Regions from separate parts of the Mus musculus genome. Here region 1 is linked to region 2. A link is a contact called in public HiChIP or PLAC-seq data. All regions are on one chromosome and are shown on one strand. Each heading gives the region's core, a stretch centred on a gene start, on an enhancer-like site or on the middle of the called end of the contact. The rest is flanking DNA. Distances are from core to core; before and after follow the strand shown.

What was found. HiChIP or PLAC-seq counts read pairs in DNA pulled down with a chosen protein or histone mark.
Region 1: a contact with region 2 is called in an H3K27ac HiChIP or PLAC-seq map of extraembryonic endoderm stem cells. The contact joins two enhancer-like sites. A contact is called at or near these places in 1 of 15 datasets of contacts at CTCF or cohesin (embryonic stem cells), 8 of 484 Hi-C or Micro-C datasets (embryonic stem cells, erythroblasts and trophoblast stem cells), 9 of 115 datasets of contacts at active chromatin or transcription factors (embryonic stem cells, epiblast stem cells and extraembryonic endoderm stem cells) and 1 of 9 other capture datasets (embryonic stem cells).

What each region holds. Positions count from the first base shown.
Region 1 is chr5:118,696,473-118,701,174 of GRCm38.p6, reverse strand. All of the region lies in intron 4 of Med13l (mediator complex subunit 13-like), which reads right to left. Among named protein-coding and RNA genes, the nearest start is that of Med13l, 140 kb to the right of the region's middle. Within about 2 kb of position 2,759, at least 2 of the 459 cell types and tissues checked have an H3K27ac peak or open chromatin away from gene starts, as enhancers often do. A contact at or near this core is called in extraembryonic endoderm stem cells, where this site is marked.
Region 2 is chr5:118,446,377-118,451,498 of GRCm38.p6, reverse strand. No RefSeq gene overlaps it. Among named protein-coding and RNA genes, the nearest start is that of Gm30746, 13 kb to the left of the region's middle. RefSeq lists cis regulatory regions at 1-5,122, 1-5,122. Within about 2 kb of position 2,163, at least 60 of the 459 cell types and tissues checked have an H3K27ac peak or open chromatin away from gene starts, as enhancers often do. A contact at or near this core is called in extraembryonic endoderm stem cells, where this site is marked.

The DNA.
Region 1 (4,702 bases), core at 1,510-4,009, 250 kb before region 2:
CACCTCTGTGTCACCTGAAATCCAGCAGCCTGGAAGGAGGAAGTGACTGGGAAGAGTCTCCAGGGCGCTAGGCAGCTGCTTGGCTCAGTGCTTTAGGGGCTGTGGTGGTTGTATTGGTCTGGGTTCTCTAAGGGAACAGAACTGGTAGAATAAAATAGAGAGAGCACAACTTTTTTTCAGAATGGCTTACAGACTGTGGCCTAACAATGGATGTCTACCAACAGAACGACCAAGAACCCAAGAGTTGTTCCCTTGAGGAGACTGGATGTCTCAGCTGTCTCAGCCCCATGATGGGCGTCCAGGAGGACTCCTGGGGCTGCTGCTCTTCCATCTCTATGGGACTCCCGAAGAAGCAGGTTCTAACACCAGGGAGGGAATGCCTCAGCAAGAGGGACCAACTCACCAGCAAGGGTGAGGGCAAGCAGGCAGGGAGCAAAAGCCTCCTTCTTCCAAGTCCTTTTATGTGGGCTGCCACCAGACGGTGCCTCTTCACCTCAAATGATCCGAGCAAGAAAATCCCACACAGGCATGCCCAGTGGCCAGGGTTTTAATTGATTCCGGATGCTGTCTAGTTGATGCTTAAGACTGGCCATCGCAGTGGTCCAGAGCAGCAGGTGGAAACGCAGTGCTCAGGTGCATCCACAGCATGGAAGGCAGGAAGGGAAGGATACAGGGCCCCAGCATCTTCCGAAAGAGAGCATCCCCAAGGAGCTCAGCCCCCTCCACCCCATACCACCACTCTGTAGAGTTCCACTCTGTAGTGGCAGCTCAGGCTGCACACAACCCTCTAAGGAGTTCTGGAGCACTCCCACAAACCTACCCATGGCTCAGGGGCTGCTGTCAGTGAGGTGCTGCGCTTGTTTCCATGGCTCTCTAAATGCCTCCCTCTCAAGCAGGAGCAGAGCACTGTGCGTGTAAACATTGATAACTATGTATCACTTTATAATGAGTCCAACATTCACGCTGGAACTCTTTCAAACTGAACCCATACTGGGAAAACACTGGATACCAGAATGGCTAAGACCAGTCATTCCAGGAGCTGCCAAGGGCGAAGCACAAGAAAGCCATCACACACACTGCTGCCACAGTGGGCTCTGGTTTGCAAAGCTGCGTAACTGTCTACTACGGCTGACCATGTGTCTATGCTTGGTAGTCTACTCCTGGGTGTGAGCCCCACATGCCACATGCACAAGCAGGGGACAAACTGCACACAGCACAGATGCAATCTCCTGCACAGCTCACAGGGAAAGCAGACAGAGAACTCGACCAACTGCATGGTTCTGCCTCAGTGACGTTCTAACCCTACCCCTTCTACAGTGCTATCAGGACAACTTGGACCGGGAGCAGGGGGCATGAGGATGTGTTCATGTTAGAACATTTGAATTAAAAGACTTCAAAGCAATCCCAGTAAGTAACTTCAGAACTCTTACTTCAAGCAGGATCTTAGAAATGGCTGCTCTAGAGAGTAAGCGCACCAACTTGTAAGTGTGTAAGCGGGAAGGAGTGGGGTCAACCTCATGAAGGTTAGTTTCTCACACAGTAAGCATTCCCTTCTGTGCAGACAGTATGAAGACCGGTCCCAGCCACCCTCCTAACTAGACCACATCCCCAGAGAAAGCTGAATGGCCTAAGGGCAGACCTGACCACCGGTGTCCCAACACCATTCGATCCAGGGAGAACTTCCTAGCAGGCTCTATGAGAGGAGACGAACACCTAATGCCTAAGGAGAGGTTGTGATTCGTCTAGTCAGTATTCCTCAGCCATTCAAACATAAGTATGAAGTGGTCCACACATGGGAACAGCCAAGGGAAAATACCCATTTCCTTCAACTACCGACGGAGAGCTCTCTTCAGAGGTCAGGACTATGGCTGCATTCTCAGAGACCTAAAGGCAGAAATAACACTTAGGACTTCCCCCTTTCACACTACTGGCAATGAAAGTAAACTTTTGGTCTTATTTTAAAACCACTGGGCTACCTAGTGCACTCAAAAGTAAGATTCTTGGTTTTTTGGGTTTTGTTTTTGTTTGTTTGTGTGTATGTCAAAATATCTAAAAGAAACTGTTTTATATTTTTAAATATTTATTCATTTATCATGTCTAGTATTGTCTGTAGCTATGCCTGTGCAGAACTTACATGGAGTACCTGAGGCCAGAAAAGAGCATCAGATCGGCTAAAACTGGTGCTACATTAAGTTGTGAGCCACCATGTAGATGCTGTAAACTTAGCACAAGTCCTTGGGATATGCAGCCAGTGCTTAACTTAACTGTTGAGCCATCTCTTCAGTCCCAGAAAGAGTTTTAATTACTAAAAAATTCAACTCTAGTCACCAAAAGAGAATAAAGTACACTTACAATTTAGGATTCATGCTCGAATCTGTCAGTGCAGAGGTTAGGATGTGGCTCTGTCTTAGAGCAGCTGCCCAACCAACATGTGCAAAACCCTGGCTCTGATCTCAGAACTAAATAAATATTGGCATTCCGTTTGAAGGTGGTGTTCTTCATACAGTAAACAAGAGCATGGGCATGTCTTTTGTTTCTATCACCCTAACCAACAATACTATCCATACTGTTATCTCCCCAAGATATATCTGGACATAAAGATGTAAAATTACTGTACTGAAAAGTTTATACACATACATCTACATATAAACAAAGAAGCTAAAGATTACTACAAGTATCAAAGAAGCATGTGCTAGAGCATGAACTAGCAACAAGACTTCTACTTTGTAATCTCTAACATGGACAAACATTAACATACAATCTCTGTTTTGCATGGCATTCCTGGAGGCCATCCTCAGATGCAGAGGGACTCTTTCCTTGAGAGGCACACTGCTAATCTTAAAGTTTCTAGAAAGACAATTCTGGTCCAGAATTTCAGAAAAAGTCTAGCCATCCTGTCCTCCTTTTCTTGGGAAATTTAACACAGGATCTTAATATTGTTGAATGGAGGAGTAAGTTCCACAGGAGCCCAGGTTATGGTGAACACTCTCAGTCTTAAGGGCAGCTTTGTCTCAGCCAATCAAATTCATGAGCAAGATCTCTTGTGCAAAGTGGACACTTGTGCCTTTTACTGTCTTCCAAAGTAATATTCTACCCCATCATTGGTGGTGGTAGCAGCAGCAGCAGTTTGTCTTGGAAATGTGTTCTGGATTGTTTCTGGGGGCCCTACAGGATCCAGCCATGACAATTGCAGACCCTTCTGAACTATAACAGTCCCTGGGCTTGTCAGGTCAGCACCATGCTATATCTGGTTCATAGTACTTAAGGTGTCTGTCCATCTTTCCACCTAGTCCTAACTCCCCCACTCCACCCCCACTCCCAGAGCATCATCTGTGCTGGTTTCTGGGGAACCCACAAAGGGGCCCAGCAAGCCACCTTCTTTCTATATTACAGTACTGAGTGACAGGCCATGGGTGACTTGAGGGAAGCAAAAGGAGGTGGCCATTTAAACTCAGCACAGGCCCTTGGTGTATAGATGGTAGTGTTCTGTTCCACTTACTTCCAAACTCTCACTGACTGGAACATGTGGTCATCATGGGGCCTGACACTAATCAAGTTAATGTCTTTTTTAACACCACCTCTCTAAGAAAAACAACTACTAAAAGCTATGGCTTTGGAACAGGCAATGCCACTAATCACTGTACTACTAAGACAACAACACAGAAGTCACACAGGAAGACTTGTTAAGGAGCGAGATCCCTCATAATTTGGAACTCTGATATCCTGGGATAAGGAGAACTTCTGGAAAATGCTTGGTGGTGCCTTCGATGGAAAGGGGCGCCCAGGGCCGCATATTACTAACCACGCACGTCTCTCACAGACTGCTCAGGCACACAGGCAAGGCAAAACATTTGATACAGAGCAAAGTGTGCATGGGCATCCTACAGTGTCAGGCTGCCTGCCAAAAGAGCACCTTCCCTCCTCAGAGCCATGCCCCAACCCTGACAGGGCACTGAACTCATCACACTGATGTCCAGGTACAGCCTGGCATTAAGCACACACCAGGCTTTTCTAACTGTGCCGATACACGTGCAGAAATGCATGAATAGAAGGTCCCCAAACACACATACTGTGTGGTAGGTTCTTACACTGCAGTCACAAGGGTGGTGGGACCACGCCTCTCCCGCTCCACTCATGGTCTCACAACCTCATGCTGATTATATAGAATGGCCTCAAGATAAGGTCAAAAATTATGTTAAGCTGAGGTGTTTCATGTGGAACATTTACTATCGCTTCTGACTGATAGGAGACTTGCTTCTTATAAAGAGTCCACAGAATCTTTATAATCTGGGAAAGGGGGATTATGACGCGACACCCTGTGCTCCACAGCTCGGCAGCCATCAGGGAGCAAGCACATCCTCCAGGCTAGCCAATCGAAGAGTTAGCATCAGAGGTGGCTCTGACTTTGCTACATCTCTAAAGGGCAGTATATCAGACCACTGACCACTCACGGCACCATCCTCTACTGCTTGCCAGCCCTGGACTGATAAAGAATGGATACAAAGTGTCTCTGGCAGTTATGAGAGACAGAACTATGTACAACAATGGCAGTTGTTTTGTTCTACAGTGTACAGATATGCAGCTTCAGATCTCTCTCCTGCCTGAGCAGCAGCTGTCCTGGCAAGGGGCTCTGCGGGGTGGGCGAGAGGGAGGTGAGGCTAGAGTGCAGGCGCCTCTGTAAAAGCCACCTCATTTCATGCTG
Region 2 (5,122 bases), core at 914-3,413:
GCTGCTGGGGGTCTGAACTTGGGTCGTTAGGCTCCCGTGGCAAGTGCTTTAACCCCTGAGGCCTCATCCCTGCCCTCCTTTGCTTATTTTTAATTAACTGATTAATCACTTACAGCACTGGGGAGCGAACACAGGGACTTGGGGCTGCTCAACCATACCCTTCCATTCCCTTCAAAGTTTCCAATTAAAAGTATTCATTTTATTATTTATGTACTTGTTGTTGGGGAGCAGCACATTGCTGATGTCAGGAGACAACGTGCAGAGGACAGTTCTGTCTTTCTTATCCCAGGGATCACCAGGCTATCAAGCATGGCAGAAGGCACCTGTCTTAGTCAGGGTTTCTATTCCTGCACAAACATCATGACCAAGAAGCAAGTTGGGGAGGGAGGGGTTTATTCAGCTTACATTTCCCACATTGCTGTTCATCACCAAAGGACGTCAGGACTGGAACTCAAGCAGGTCAGAAAGCAGGAGCTGATACAGAGGCCATGGAGGGATGTTCTTTACTGGCTTGCTTCCCCTGGCTTGCTCAGCCTGCTCTCTTATAGAACCAAGACTACCAGCCCAGAGATGGTCCCACCCACAAGGGGCCTTTCCCCCTTGATCACTAATTGAAAAAATGCCTTACAGTTGGATCTCATGGAGGCATTTCCTCAACTGAAGCTCCTTTCTCTGTGATAACTCCAGCTGTGTCAAGTTGACACAAAACTAGCCAGTACAGCACCTAAGCCAACCTACCAGGATATTGCCAATTTTTATTTTATTTATTTATTTATTTATTTATTTATTTATTTATTTATTTATTTGAAGCTCGTGAGTCTCTGTTCTGAATCCAGCAGGTGCCAATGTGTGCAGAACGCCCCTGTGAAAAGGAGTAAAGAGTAGACATTACCAGCAGGGAGAGGTTCATGGGTTTGAGAATTAGATAGATAGACAGACAGACAGGCACATGAAAGAGAGATAAATTGTTATATATGATAGGCAGAGATAGATAGACAGATAGATGAAAGACAAAGAGAAAAAGATATAGATGACAGATAGATAGATAGATACACACATACATAGATAGACAGATAAATAGATACATAGATACACAGATACATAGATACATAGATATATAGATATACAGATACATAGATACATAGATGATGATAGATAGATAGATAGATAGATAGATACATACATACATACATACATACATACACACACAGAAAAACAGATGACAGATAAGAGGTATGTAGGTAACCTGGCTCTCCAGCACCCGAGGCTGTTTTTTTATTTTACTTAAAATATTTAACTAAAAAATATTTTAATTCTGGCTGGAGGGATGGCTCAGGACTATGAGGAACACTGGTGTTCTTCCAGAAAATCTCGGTGTGATTCCCAGCATCCACATGGCCGCTCACAATAGTAACTACAATTCTGGGAGATCTGACACCCACTTCTGAGCTTGTGGGCACCAGTCACAAATGTGGTGTACAGACATACACACAGACAAAACTCAATACTCATAAAATAAGTAATAAGAATATTTTAAAATTTCTCTTTCTCTCCATCTCCTTTTCTTTCTGTCTGTCTGTCTGTCTGTCTCTCTTCTCTCGTGTGTGTGTGTGTGTGTGTGTGTGTGTGTGTGTGTGTCTTCCTTAAGGGAACTAGTACTTTGTTTCTGTTCCTGTCTGAGGCAGAGTCTTTCTACATAGCACAGGCTGGCCTCAAACTCAGATGCAATCTTCTGTCTTAGATTCTTAGTGCTAGAATTACAGTTCTACCACACCTGGCTTCCTTTTTCCACTAAGGAAAAAGATGAGACCCACCCCGCAAGTACAGAGTGCTTTACTGAAACTCCATTTGTTATTTAAATGTCAGGTTTGTGGCAGGTAAAGGTGTCTGCCACCAAGTTTGTCAATCTAAATTGATCTCTTGGGCCATCAGATTCCTGTGATCTGTCCTCTGAACACTCAGAGGCTCCGTCCTGTCATGGATGTCCTGCATGTCAAACCTGGGACCTTTATACTAGGCAAATTCTCTGCCAGTGAGTTGTACCTCTAAGTCCAAATGCACAATGCCTTCACAGAAACATCCAGAATAAGGTTGGACTAAATAGCTAGATACTGTGGTCCAGCCAAGTCGACTCATAAAGAAAACCACAAGATCAAAGAATGATTGGAATGAGGGTGTGTCTGGGGTGTGTCTCAGTGGTGTAGAGCTTGCCTACCACGTGGGAAGCCCAGAGTCTGCTCTCCAACACACACACACACACACACACACACACACACACACACACACACACACACACAGAGTGGAGTAGTATCCTGGATCTCAGGTAGCCCAGGCTAGCTTCAAACTTTCTGTAGCTGAGGATGACCTCATAGTACAGGGCTTTGCAGATGTGAAGCAAGAGCTCTACCCACTGGGCTGGGTCATCTCCAGACAGCCTTCCGTTCTCACACTCTGCTTGACTGTGGTGCAGCCTCCTCTTCTCCAGCATTGCCTCTACTTGGTTGTTCTTCTGCTGTGGCTTCCCAGACCAAGTGCCTCCCACCCTTGCGTGGGCCAACTATAGTCCACCCTCTCCACAGCTCCAGGAGGCAACCAAGGGGGAAGGTTCAATTTACAAACCAATAAAAATAACCCCCGGGAGACAAAACAGCCCAAGTCCCCAGGACAAGCCTCTTTTAGGTAGCCTATCTTGATGACACAAACCTCAAGTGGCACCATTAAAGAGGTCAGCTGGGACACACAACTCAGCTGACCCAACGGGTGGGAGTCCTTTGCCTGCAATAACTATAGATAGTGACTGTGGCTGGAATGTCCCCTGGCTTAGAGTCTGGTTCACAACAAAAGACGCCCAGATATAGCAAGAACGATTCCTGATTGTTAGTTTGGGTGACTGATTGATTGATTGATTGATTGGTGGATGGTGTATGTGTGTGTGAGTGTGCATGTGTGTTTGTGTGTATGTATGTATGTGTGTGTATGCCTGTATGTGTGTGTGTGTTTATGGGGAGGTACACACATGTACCATAATGCATATGGGGGTCAGAGGACAACCTCAGGAGTTCGGTCCTTACTTTCTGCCCTATTTGACACCAGGCCATCTTGTTCCACATTCCATACACTCATTAGTGGCCCTCAAGCTTTGGGGGTTCCCTGTGCCTCTCATTTCCCCATTGGAGAACTGGGATTCCAGACTTAGGCTACAGCACCTGGCTTTACATAGGTTCCGGGGAGATTCGAACTCAGGTCCTCATGCTTGAATGGCAATGGCTTTACCCACTGAGCCATCTCCATAGCCCTGTCCCTCTTAATTTTATGTAAGTGACGGGCAGTCTTAGAAAATTTAGAATATGTCTAGGCCCGAAGAAAAAAGGTCAAAAAAGGGAAAACAACAACAACAACAACAAAATAGTTGCTCCATATATTCTCAACAATTTCCTGTCAATCTCTAGACTTTTCTTGAAACTCTCTACCAAATGAATACAGTGTAGAGTTTTTACTCACAGAGCCTGGTGTAACCAGATGGCTTCAATTCTCTCCCTCAGCTTTTCTGCCAATAACATGGTAGTCCTTTATAAAGTTGTTGCATAGTGGGTGGGTGGGGCGGTGTTCTGGCTAAAGGAAAGGTTTGGGTTCAACTCTCTGGTCACATCCTTCATTCTTTCTCCAGGATAAGTGACAGAATCCAAGTAGAGCCACACAGGGCACACATTGGATAGCTTTGCTCTTTCCTTGTGGTCTGTTTATATTGAAACACCCTGGGCTGGATAGTTTATAACGCAAAGAGGCTTCTTCAGCTCTCAGCAGTTTCCCAGTGGTCTCTGGCCAGGGCCTCCAGGGCTCATGGTATCATGACAGTGAGTGAAAAGAGTCACAGGACAGGCAGGAAGCCAGAGGAATTTGAAAGCCAGGCTTGTTCTAGTAGGATCTCCTCTTATAGGAACAAGCCAGTAATCTCTTCTATGAATGACGTCCCCGTGGCCTGTCTCCCACTAAGTCCCAAGATCTCATCAGGCCCACACTGAGGTTCAGGCTTCCAGGACATGGCCCTCTGGGGACACAGCATTCAAACCATGCACTTGCCTCAGGAAAAACCAGATTACAGCGGGTTCCCGAGCATCTGGTTCCCCAATGAACCCCCAGCAGGAATCAAAGCCTCCTGCCTCCAGTGCACAGCCACCATAACAACCAAAGCTGAGTCGGGTGAGCCAGCTCCTCACAGTCTGAGGCAGGAAGATTGTGAGTTCCAGGCCTGCCTGGGCTACAGAGAGAGTTCAAGACTCTCCTGAGCAGTTTAGCAAGACCCTGTCTGAGACTTGAAAAGGGTAAACTGAGCTGGAGGAGCCAGCCAACTTCGGAGCTCTTACCGACCACGGACAAGAGCCTGGATCTAAGCCAGTATCACTTATGTCAGCTCCACAAGGATAGGAAGTGCCCCTTCCTGTTCAGAGCTGTGTCTCCTCTTGGCCATACCAGTAGAGCCAGAGTTTCCTGAGAGCCGGCAGGAGCCAGTGTTATCCCTCTGGCTGCGCTGACCACTGGGGTACAGGTGCGAACCTGGACTCTGACTGTGCAGCCTCTGTCAAATCTATCATGAATAAAATATGAACCAAAGTGCTTCAAAAAGACAAAGAGGGCACGGGAACCCCTGGTGGGGGGAGATTGGAGAAGGTGCAAGAATGCCAGCCGAGCAAGGGAGTAAAAAAATAAATAATCGCATCACTCCGGTTGTCATTTGATTGACACGCCGTGAATCATTTATGGTGAGCTCCACCTCCTTCTAACAACATGGAAATCGGGAGCTTTTCCATTTCTTTCTGTCAGGATTCGGAGCCTGTTTCAAAGAAGTCTCACCTGTGACCGAGACAGATGTTGATGGAACTATGGTTGTTAAGGTAAGGTGAGCTGTTACGAGTGGGTGTTGGAGCGTTGGCCACCAAGGACTACATGTGATGTGCTGGTCACCAATACGTGGTCAGAGAATGGAGTGCCAGTGTCCTTTATGCCGTGCCAGGCACCCACTGTGCACCTGCCGGGGTTAAATGTCGGCATGCGGGACTTCACTTTGAGGCGATGGTGCTGGGACCATGGCCCAGCATGCAAGAGGCTCTGGGTTCCATCACCA